Linked DNA regions of Sus scrofa: region 1 is linked to region 2. Evidence: chromatin contacts called from public promoter capture Hi-C data. All regions are on one chromosome and are shown on one strand. The core of a region is the stretch at or near the end of the contact, and the rest is flanking DNA. Distances in the headings are between cores, read along the strand shown.

What was found. Promoter capture Hi-C pulls out the DNA fragments that hold promoters and counts their contacts.
Region 1: a promoter capture Hi-C map of fetal liver shows a contact between it and region 2, with 3 times the contacts expected there. The contact joins the promoter of NVL here to the promoter of DEGS1 in region 2. A contact is called at or near these places in 2 of 5 promoter capture datasets (fetal liver and liver), 18 of 47 Hi-C or Micro-C datasets (alveolar macrophages, blood, brain and 10 more) and 2 of 2 datasets of contacts at active chromatin or transcription factors (alveolar macrophages and skeletal muscle).

What each region holds. Positions count from the first base shown.
Region 1 is chr10:12,667,264-12,673,030 of Sscrofa11.1, reverse strand. NVL (nuclear valosin-containing protein-like) reads left to right here and starts at 2,422. Exons shown (of 26, transcript XR_002336213.1): 1 at 2,422-2,499; 2 at 4,483-4,512. It overlaps LOC110255641 (a long non-coding RNA gene), which reads right to left and starts at 1,995. Exons shown (of 3, transcript XR_002336220.1): 1 at 1,862-1,995; 2 at 609-701; 3 at 1-279.
Region 2 is chr10:12,554,195-12,560,110 of Sscrofa11.1, reverse strand. It overlaps DEGS1 (delta 4-desaturase, sphingolipid 1), which reads right to left and starts at 2,346. Exons shown (of 3, transcript NM_001244121.1): 1 at 2,158-2,346. The coding sequence starts at 2,239. LOC110255640 (a long non-coding RNA gene) reads left to right here and starts at 2,446. Exons shown (of 3, transcript XR_002336219.1): 1 at 2,446-2,529; 2 at 3,883-5,916.

The DNA.
Region 1 (5,767 bases), core at 1,173-3,672, 110 kb before region 2:
CTGGGACTTTACCAGCTGTAAAAAGAAAAAAAAATATTTATCTGTCTATTATCACTACTTTCCAGTAGAATTGTAAGCTCCATAGAAACAGGAATTTTTTCTGTTTCTTCTTTCTTCTTTTTTTGGGGGGCTTGCCTGAATCATGTGGAAATTCAAAGGTCAGGTATCAAACCCACACCACAGCAGTGAAGTGAGCCACAGCAGTGACAATGCCAGACCCTTAGTCAGTAGGCCACCAGGGAACCCTTTTTTCTGTTTCTTCATAGTGGTACCCAGTGCCTGTGACATAGAGGGCTTGAATAAATATTCATTGACTGAATAAATGGAGGCAATGCTACCTAGCTAAAGCAGAGTACTGATATAGTGAAGAAATAGGGAATGAAGTTGGAGCCAAATAAACAAATGTTTTGAATAGCAGAATGAGAATCTATACTTTATCCAGTGTACAGATAAGAACCATCTGGGAAAAAGAGCAGTGATATGCTTTGAATTCTGAACAGAAAATAAGTCAGTACTCTCCTGACTAGAAGATTGAGCTATCTGTTGTCGACTGAAAAAAATGCATAACCTAAAAGTTGAGAATTATGTTTTTTATTTGGCAGACTTACTGAGGACTACAAGCCGGGAAGCAGCATCTTAGATAGCTCCGAGAAACTATTCCAAAGAGATAAGGGAGGAGCCAGGCTGTATGAGAGTTTTTGCTGGACAAACAAAACAAAACCATATAGTCAAATAGCAAAAGATTACTGCTAAGCACAAAACCAGACATCTCAACTTAATGACTTTAGTGCTTTCTACATATGGGAAGATCCAAAAGCCTGAGCTAATTGCAATTATTTTTTTGATTTGCATCTTAACTATCCTATTTTTCTCCATCCTGCATTCTTCTCGGGGGCAAGCTGCAAGTAGATGACGGCTTTATGGCCACAACATCCTCATTTACTTATTACTGAAATGGCAGGCAACTTTTTTTTTTGCTTTTTAGGGCCACACCTGCTGCATATGGAAGTTTCCAGGCTAGGGGTCTAGTAGGAGCTGCACTGCTGGCCTACACCACAGCCACAGCAACTCGGGTCCGAGCTGAATCTGTGACATATACCACAGATCAGTGCAATGCAGGATCCTTAACCCACTGAACTAGGCCAGGGACTGAACCTGTGTCCTCATGGATACCAGTTGGATGTGTTTCGGATGCGCCACAACAGGAACTCCACAGGCAACATTCTTTATCCGCACTGTCAACATCTCACGTTCTCCTTTTTTTTTTTTCTTTTTCGTCTTTTGTCTTTTTAGGGCCGCACCCGCGGCATATGGAGGTTCCCTGGCTAGGAGTCTATTCGGAGCTGTAGCTGCCGCCTACGCCACAGCAATACCGGGCCTGAGCCGCTTCTGTGACATACATCACGGATCTTGGCAAGGCCAGCTCCTTAACTCACTGGGCGAGGCCAGGGATGGAACCTGCATTCTCATGGATGCCAGTCAGATTCGTTTTCTGCGGAGCCACCGGGGGAACTCCTCACCCTCTCTTAATTCCATTTCCTCTCCTTCCCTCTCCACACCTTAATACATGCTTAGACTGCACTTGATACTGTAAACCAAGTAAGATCTCAAGAATACTAAAAACACGATCAAACAAGCAAAAAACTAGAAATTAAAGCTGGTAAACTTTAAAACAAGTGTCCCTTTATCTGCATTTCCTTAGCTGCAAGGTAAATTTCTTGGGGCAAATACATTCACTTAATAAATTTCCAGGCAATTTCTAGGCCAAGATGGAGTCTTCTGCTGGATGCGCTCAATGAATTATCTGTACAAAATAGCCTAAGAGCAAATGATTTCCAAATGTAACAGACGAGTTGGTTACCTGGGTAAACAGGTCTTTCCTTTTTTTTTCGACACCTAGCCCCTTTGTGGGGCCTCAGTCAAGTGGGTCATTAGGCGGGAAAGCAAGCAGCAGGGAGGCAGTGTGTTTCTAATCTTGATCTAATCCTCCCAAGTGTCTAGTTTTGGTTTTTCTTAAGATTGTAGCTCAAGATTAACTTTGCACTCGAATAGGGTGCGGTTGGAATGGCTGGAATGAAACCTACTGCCAAGAGACGAGCGGCTGAGCCCCTGGGGGAACCTCCCCGCCGCTGCCCCACGCGAGTGTCCGCATAGTTGGGAACAATAAAGTTGAGCGTATTCAAAGGGGTCCTTGTCATCCAGCGCCTCTTGAACAAGCCTGTAAAATAAGACTCCTAGAAACTCCCTAATGCTTTCAAGTCTCCTCCGTGTTCTCCGTAGTTTTTTCCTTTACTCGCGGCACCTTAGTCCTGACGGGAACGGCCCGGGTTCGGCTGGCTGGGGCGCATTTCGCGGGCGGCTGGCCGGGCGATCGCTGCGGGCAGCCTCGGGGAGGCCCCCGGTTCACGTGAAGCCCAGGCGGCAGCGGCGGAGGCAGACGTGATGAAGCCCAGACCCGCTAGGTTTGTGGATAATAAGCTGAAACAGCGTGTCATCCAGGTGTGTACCCTGCACGGCGGGGCCTCGCAGTGGTCAGAGTTCGTTGCCTAAGGTCAAGGCAGACCCTTTCCCGGGCGGCTCCCAGGTCGAACCCGACTAGCTGCCTGCTCCAGTCTTGGTTCCGATCTGGGGCTTTTTACAGTTCCATTCCTCCGTGGGTGGTTCAAAGCCTTTCCTCCCGGCTGTCGGGCGGGCTTCAAGAAGAAGCCGGGGCCCGTGGGAAGCTACAGCCTGATGGGGGCCTGCCCAGATCTGGTTGACCTCAGTGCAGATCTGCAGAGAGAGTGGAGATGGCCTTTGAGTTTAAATCTGTCTTGTCTTTCTTAGGACAGAAGGTTTTGCAAAGGCCCATGTAGATGGGGCATTTTGGGGGCCAAAAAGAGTACGTTAATTTCCATTCTCAAGAAACTTGAAATCAAGTCGGAACACAGTAAAAATAGGTACTGTACATCTGACTTTATAATAGGTACTTTACCTACAGCTTTTTTCATTGTCATAATTATCCGTAGAAGGCAATGTGTGGTGAATGTCTTGGAATGGAACAGTCAGCAGCAGTCTAAGTGCCTAGAGTAACTATAACTCCTGTTGTTTTTTTATCTTATGGGCTGCAGAATAGTTTCCTTTTTGGATCCAGCACTTCCTACCATTTTTAAGTGTTGGAAGTGCCCTGAGCGTCTGTGCTCTTACGTTCTCTTTCTTTCTTTCCTTTCCTTTTCTTTTTCCTTTTTAGGGCTGCACCCATGATATATGGAACCTCCCAGGCTGGGGATCAAATTGGCACTGCAGCTGCTGACCTGCACCACAGCTCACTGGCCATGCTGGATGGTTAACCCTCTGAGCAAGGCCAGGGACGGAACCCTAGTCCTCATGGATACTGGTCGGGTTTGTCACCTCTGATCCATGTCAGGAACTCCCAACTTCTCTTTCTTTATTCTCAACTCCTCTCTTATCAATCCACACTTCTAGATGATTTCAGTCCAGTACTTTTTAAAAATACTGTCTGTAGGAGTTCCTGTTGTGGCTCGTTAGAAATGAATCTGACTAGTATCCATGAGGACACAGGTTTGATCCCTGGCCTTGCTCAGTGGGTAAAGGATCTGGTGTTTCTGTGAGCTGTGGTGTAGATTGCAGATGTGGCAGCTTGGATCTGGCGTTGCTGCAGCTGCGGCATAGGCTGGCAGGTGTAGCTCCAATTTGACCCCTAGCCTGGGAACCTCATATGCCACGGGTGCAGCACTAAAAAGACAATAAATAATAAACAAATACTATCTATACATTCATGACTTATAAATTTATATTATGATTCAATGCAGATTTTATCTTGAGTTCCATATTGAAATATCCAGTTGCCTACTGAACATCTCTTGAGTGTCTGATAGGTTATTTTCAACTTAACACATCCAAACTGAACTTCGTTTTTTTGTCTTTTGTCTTTTTAGGGCCGCACTCCCGGCGTATGGAGGTTCCCAAGATAGGGACATATTGGAGCTGTAGCCTCTGGCCTATGCCATAGCCACAGCCACAGCAATGCCAGATCCGAGCTGAGTCTGCGACCTACACCACAGCTCATGGCCATGCCAGATCCCTAACCAAATGAGCGAGGCCAGAGATTGAACCCGTGTCCTCATGGGTATTAGTTGGGTTTGTTTCCACTGAGCTGCAACAGGAACTCCAGTAATTAACCTTGTAAAGTCTCATATAACATCTACCTCATAACATTGTGAGTACTAACAAAAATAATGTGTAGAAGACCCCTGGAACAAGTCCAGCAGGCCTTTAGTTTCGCAGTAATTTTTTCCATGGTGCTCCGAGGCCAAAAGTAATACCTAATAGGCCTGTTTATTAAGTAGTAGGTTCAGGCAACTTAATAACTATTTAGTCCAAATAACTTAGTAGTTTTTAGAAAAGATAATATGTAAAAATTAGAGAAAACTTAGTATGTTTGTATTTCATTTTTTTTTCCCTGTCTTTTTGTCTTTTTAGGGCTGCAGCAAAGCATATGGAGTTTCCCAGGTGAGGGTCCAATCGGAGTTGTAGGCACCGGCCTGCGCCACAGCCATAACAACGTGGGATCTGAGCCATGTCTGCGACCTACACCACAGCTCACAGCAACACGGGATCCTTAACCCACTGAGCAGGGCCAGGGATCGAACCTGCATCTTCATCGATACTAGTCGGGTTCATCAACCACTGATCCACGACAGGAACCCCTTGTATTTCATTCTTAAATAACTGCAATTACTTTGTGTGCCACACTTCTCATACCTTCACATTGGCACTGCCAATCTCATTTCCTGTTCCACATTGAAGTTTATTACAGCAAAGGCTGAAGACAGATTTTCAAAGCTATGACAACATGAAAAAGTTGATTTAAGGAGTTCTCTCTGTGGCAAAGTGGGTTAAGAATCTGACTGCAGCGAGTCAGGTCACTGTGGAGGTATGGGTTTGATTCCCAACCTGGTGCGATGGATTAAAGGATCTGGCATTGCTGCAGTTGAAGCTGGATTCAATCCCAGGAACTTTCATAAGTTGTGGGTGTGGCCATTAAAAAATGATTTAATATTGAAACCATGAATGGTCTCAGGCTAGTACAGTTGACCCTTGAATAACATGAGGGTTAGGGGCACTGACCCCTGCTCAGTTGAAAATCTGTGTATAATTAACTTTATAGCTCTTCATATTTGTGGTTCTGCAACAGCATATTCAGCCAACCCTGGATCATGTCATAAGGTTTTATTGAAAGAAATAAATGAACTGGTGCAGCTCAGACCTGTGTTGCTCAAGGTTCACCTGTAGTTCCTGCAGTGTTGGACAGATGACAGATATTTCTGTGTTCCCTCAAATTTAAAATATCCCTCATGGGAGTTCCTGTCTTGGCGCAGCAGAAATGAATCTGACTAGGAACCATGAGGTTGTGGGTTTGATCCCTGGCCTCACTCAGTGGGTTAAGGATCTGGCGTTGCTGCGAGCTGGGTATAGGTTGCAGATGTGGCTTGGATCGGGGCATTGCTGTGGCTGTCGTGTAGGCCAGCAGCTGTAGTTCTGACTAGACCCCTAGCCTGGGAATATCCGTATGCCTGAGTGTGGCCCTAAAAAGACAAAAGACAAAATAAAATAAAATATCCCTTATGAGTTTAGAGCTTTGTTTATGTTTGGGAACTTAGGATATGGTAGGTCCTCATCTACTACTTATAGCCATTCTAGTTGTTACTGTGTTGTCACGGTAATAAGGTTAATTAAATCCTTTGATTCAGACTTGACAGTTATT
Region 2 (5,916 bases), core at 1,097-3,596:
TAAACTTTAAAGGTCAATTTAGTGTACAGATATTGGTTGTCACACAACATACACATGTTCTCTCATGCCTCTCTCTCCCTAAAAATCTGATATGTCTAGAAATATCTCATCATTTAAGTATAGTTTTTTTGTTTGTTTGTTTGTTTGTTTGTTTGTTTTTGTCTTTTTGCTATTTCTTGGGCCGCTCCTGCGGCATATGGAGGTTCCCAGGTTAGGGGTTGAATCGGAGCTGTAGCCACTGGCCTACACCAGAGCCACAGCAATGCGGGATCCGAGCCGCGTCTGCAACCTACACCACAGCTCACAGCAACGCCGGATCCTTAACCCACTGAGCAAGGCCAGGGACCGAACCCGCAACCTCATGGTTCCTAGTCGGATTCGTTAACCACTGCACCACGACAGGAACTCCCATTTAAGTATAGTTTAAACAAGCCTCCAGATTCTTATCTTTCCTGAGGTTATTCCAGCTCCACCCCTGAAATGGAACACAGAACAGTATTTATACCTGCAGGGAAAATAATGTTTTCATTGAGAAGTATATAGTCCTTTTACTTTTCAAGTGAAATGGTCCAGTGATAATAAGTTTGTGGGGAAAAGGCTCAATATTGAGATAAGCATCAACAATCACCTTTCTACTTCCTTGATTTTCTGAATATTAAACAGCTAAGTTCCAGTATCCAGGAGTTGGTGAGGGTGGATACCAGATTACTCTTATGCAGTGTGATCAGGCATAGATAAAAAATGAACCTTATGCTATCTCTTATGTGTAAGTGATGTGCAAAATACATGCTTTAATTAAAAGTAAAAAGAAGGAAGGCATCCAAGAACCAGTCTCTTAATAGGCTACCCTTGATAGCAACTATAAAGGCTCGACTCCCAATTTACTGACTCAATTTTTAAAAATCCATTTCAATGGGATCTACTAACTCCTTTTTGTGAATACATGAACTTTCCACCCTTAGATACCCCAGAAAAAAAAATCAGGGGCTCGCTTTTTCTTTTCACTGCACAAATGGAGAAGAAAAACTAGGGGAATACTGTGTATGAGAAAGAGTTCCTCCTATTCAACTTGCCACCCACTACTCTCCTGATTTTTGAAACAACAGCCAAGAGGTTAAAAGCATCTGCTTTGGACGCAATCTAACCCACATCAGAATTCCCTCTAACATTTACTTATTCGCCCTTACCTCATCTTTGAAATAGGGAGAATCCTCCTCATTGGGAGGATTAAATTGGGTAATGTTTGTAAAGCACTCAACACAATGCCTACCATATCATTAAAAGTACCCTGGGAGAAAGGAGAGAATTCTCTGTGCAGTACAGAAGCTGCAAATAGCTGAGCGCCTTACACCTCTAGAGGCCTAGTTAACCTGATGTAAAGGCCCTAAGTTAGCAGTTAGGGGTCGAGAAGGCTAATCTTGGCAAGTCTTCCATACTTCAGACTTTCATCTACAGAACTGGGATGGATGAAAAAATATATATGAAACTGCCCTTTTTGCACCCCTTCTTGCTGTGAGGATGAGAGCGGCCTGATCATAGCAGGACCCAGATCCTGGAACGCTCACCGCGGGGTCACACCAGTCGGGTACCACCCGACCCCTCCCCGGGCCCAAGACCGCAAGCAGCTCTTGCCAGGATCGCCTGTCCGCGTCTTGCCAACGTCAGCGCGCCCAGCGCGTGGGCCCCAAGATGCTGGCGGGCCACGCCCTGCCTGGCGCAAGCTCGCTGGCTGGCTTCGGCCAGGCCGGGTCGGCAGAGGTGGAGGAGGGTGAGGAGGGAGAGGAAACGGCACCCACCAGCGGCATAGGAATCAAGGCGCTCGGGGGACCCGGCTCTAAGCAAACCCAGGTCGGGACCGGACGCCCGCGCTCGAGGGCGCGCCTGAGCTCTCCGCCGAAGGGCCGGGGACGCGCGGGGCTCCTTCCCTCCCGCCCCGGGCCCGAGCCCGAGCCCGAGCCCGAGCCCGGGAGCTCGGGCCTGAGCCTACCCTGGCCTTTCCCGCGCCGCGGCGCGGCCAACCTGCCCGGGCGGCGGCTGGACGCGGCAGGAGCCGGCTCTTAACGGGCCTCGGGCGTTCAGGGGCTGCTCACGGAGGGCGCGTCCTGGAGGCGGGAGGCCGCGCGCGCGCACATAACGGGGCGCAGGCCCAGACCTCACCCAGGATCTCCTGGCGCCGACTGGCGTGGGGCTGGTCAGTGTAGACCCACTCGAAGTCTTCCCGCGCAACTCGGTTCCCCATGGCGGCGACGGAGGCGGCGGCGGCTCGCGAGCCTGCTCCCCGCTCTCGATCTCCGAGGTGAAGGCGAAAGCGGCGACGGCAGCGGCGGCAGCTCCCGACTCGTGTCAGCCGGCGGAGGGCGGAGCCACGGAGGAGAAGGAGGCCGGGGCGGAGTCCAGAGGCCCCGCCCCCGCCCCACGCCCCCAGGGGGAGCGCGGCGGGGCGGGCGAAGCCCACGCAGAGTGTTCCTGCGAGTCCCGGTTCCCTGCGGCCTATCCTGCCAGGTGCCGGTGCCCGAGCCCGGGGAAAAGGTGAAAAAGGTCTTAAGTTACAGATTGCGCTTTAACGCCTCCGGGGAAGGCCGGAGCTCCATCACGAGGATCCTTGGTCATTAATGAATGGCATCTAGCCCAAGTTTTGTTTATTTTTGGCCGCCTACTGGAAATAATACCTCACGGGGAAAAATGCGGAGTGTGTGGCTATTAAAAGCTAATAAAGAGAAAGGAAATCACTGCTGTTGAGAGTGAAAAATGAGGAGGAATTTGTTTCGCCTGAATTATTCTATTGCTCTTACAAGGTGATTGCTCAACCTTACATCTGTCACAGAAGCGGTCCGAACCACCACCTCTTCCTGAAGGAGGGGACGTTTTGTTTCAAAATAAGTTACCACTTCTCCATTAAAAAAGAAACTTTGACTAAGATGACAAAAAGGACGATAACCAACAGAGTGTGCCGCAGAGTAAGCGAACGGCACGAACCCGCAAGCCCCGAGATACAACTGTAATGAGTAGAAAATGGAACAGAGGAGAATGTTATGCTACACCACAGCTATGGAATCGCAAGACCTTAAATATGGGACAACGTACTGGGTACTTTAATAAGTAAAATGCAAAAGAAACAAGGAAAAGAGGAAATTGCAATGTATTGGTTTTTCGTTCTTGTTTTTGTTTTTTTGCCTCTGTCAGTGGAAGTTACCCGGCCAGGGTTGGAACCCGCACCACAGCTGTAACCAGAGTCACAGCAGTGACCATCCTGGACCGCTGAGCCACGAGGGAACACCTATTGATCTTATTTAGATTGTGATTCAAATTGTCAAGTTTTTTTGTTTTGTTTTGGGTTTCGGTTTTTTTTTTTTTTTTTTTTTTTTTTTTTTTGTCCTTTTGCCTTTTCTAGGGCCGCTCCCACAACATATGGAGGTTCCCAGGCTAGGGGTCTAATCCGAGCTGTAGCCACCGGCCTTCACCACAGCCACAGCAATGCCAGATCCAAGCTGCATTTTCAACTTACACCACAGCTCACAGCAACGCTGGATCCTTAACCCACTGAGCAAGGCCAGGGATCAAACCTGCAACCTCATGGTTCCTAGTCAGACTCGTTAACCACTGCACCACGACGGGAACGCCATGATATATTCTTTTGAGGAAGATTTCCTTTCCTCAATGTTATGTTTTTGAGATCTGTGCCTGTTGATGCTTGTGTCAATAATTTATTCCTTTTTATTGCTAACAGTATTTTTACATCTCAAGCTGCCAGACTTATTTATCCCATCACCAAGTGATAGATGTGTGGATTTTTTCTAGTTTTGAGCTACTTATTATAAATAAATCTGCTATGAATTGTCACGGACATATCTTTGCATTAACATATGTTCCCATTTATTTTAGGGGAAATACCTAAAAGAAGGCCGGTAGAATGATATACAGAAAGCTCTCACGGAGATGCCTCCTGGCTCCCTGGGGAAAAGATGTCTGTGTGTTGATGAGGTGGGTGTGATCACCTCCGTGGCTGGAAGACCACCGATGGGTGGACAACACAGTCACGCTTCAGGTGGGTTCAAAAAAATAAGAAAGATAGAGTGAAAGAGAGAGAGAAAAACAGAAAGACTCAAGACCATTGTATAAATGAAGGAATAACTGTTGGAAAATTAAGAAAAAATCCATAGTTGCGTATATACACACCTGTCTTCATAATTACAAAAGTGCAGGCATATATAAAAAGGGACAAATGATGGCCTGACATGACGGCTGGGGAGCTGAGTGAATGGAGTGCATTGGAGTAGACTGGCCTCAGGGCTCTGAAACTCTTTGAAAGATAGCCCACTTGGGAGGGAAGTTCTTGGTATTGCAAGAAAGTGGAGGAAGAGAATCCACCCAGCATGCTGCCCAGGGCCATTGCAGGCCCCCACCCTCAACCCCTGCTCCCGGGACGGGGCGGGGGGGCTGCTGAGCCCGAGAGAGGAGGCCGTCCTGAGGGGTGCTGTTAGAGACGATGGCCACAAGGCGGCGCCAGAGGACCTCCTGGGCCCAGCTGCCTTTGAGGGCAGCAGAGGCGGGCCGAGAAGTTGGGAGGATTGGGTGTTGGGCAGAACCGACAGCGAGCCCCCAGAGGTTTGGGGTCGCTTCCTGGGCACCTGGGAGACTCGGCTCCAGGATGCCTCACGTCCGGCTGTCCCTTCAGCACTGGATGTGGCTTTTGGCAGCCTGCTCGGGTGGCCGTGGGGTTCGAATGCTTTAGGGGTTCCCCGTGGTCCCGAATGCCTTGGGTTCCTGCAGAGGCAGGAGCCTAGACCCACAGAGCATCTGTGCGGAAGCGTGAGCTGGCCATTTTCCAGCGCCTGCCTGTCGGGGTTTCAGGGATGTGGAGAGGGAGGTTGGTGCTCCCGGATGAATGGGGAGCTTGGGGGGCAGGATGCTGGGCAGCTGTGCTAATCCCCGTGCTTGTCTCGCTCAAGAGGCCTGGGGACATTTCCTTCCTGCCTTTGGAGAGGGTCCTCTCTTTTCAGTGCGGCACCAGGGCCTGGAGGCCTGCCTGGACCCAGGTCTGCTGAACGAAGCAGGGTGGGTGGGCAGCCTGAACTTCCAGCTCTCAGGGAGTTCCCTCGCGGTGGTCGGGCTTCAGAGTCTCTCTGTGTCACGGCTGTGGCTGTGGTAAGAGCTGCACTCTGAGATTAAACCCTGGCCAGACAACATCCCATGTGGCAAGTGGCACCCAAATAAATTTACAAATAAAAGTGATATTGAACGAATGAGCTCAATTGATAAAGAAGTCAATACAGACATATATTCCTCCAGAGTAGCTAAGGGAATTGATAGTTAAGGCAGTAATAAAGGATCTCCTGACACACTACCTCTGGTGACAGAGGGTTTCAGTACAGGCCTGGGCTAATAAAAGAAGTGGCATGGATTCATTTCCTGGCCAGATGGTATCTGCGTGCCACAACTCTGTGCAGAAAAATAAACAGGTGTGTCAAAATAAATCAATAAATGAAGATGTTGATAGAGCACTCAATTCATATAGTGTAGGGAATTTCTTCCAGTTGGATTTCCGATTGCTAAGAAATCTTGACGGGTTCAACGGAGTCATTGCCAGCTTTTTTTCTCCAGAGGGAGGAGTCTGGATCCAGACAACTTCTCTGGTGAACACTGAGCTGGTAATATCTTCTTTTATCATTTTTTAGTTGCATTATAGCTGATTGATTGTGCTCTGTCTATATCCACTTAACAGCAATGTGATCCAGTCGTACAAGTATATGCATGTAATTTTTCTCATATTATCCTCCATCTAGTTCCAAACAACTGTCTAGATAGAGTTTCCTGTGCTGTAGAGCAGGATCCCATTGCTTACCCACTCCAAGCAGTAGAGTTTGCATCCATTAACCCCAGAACCCAGGCCTTCCCTCACCGTCCCCCTCCAATCTG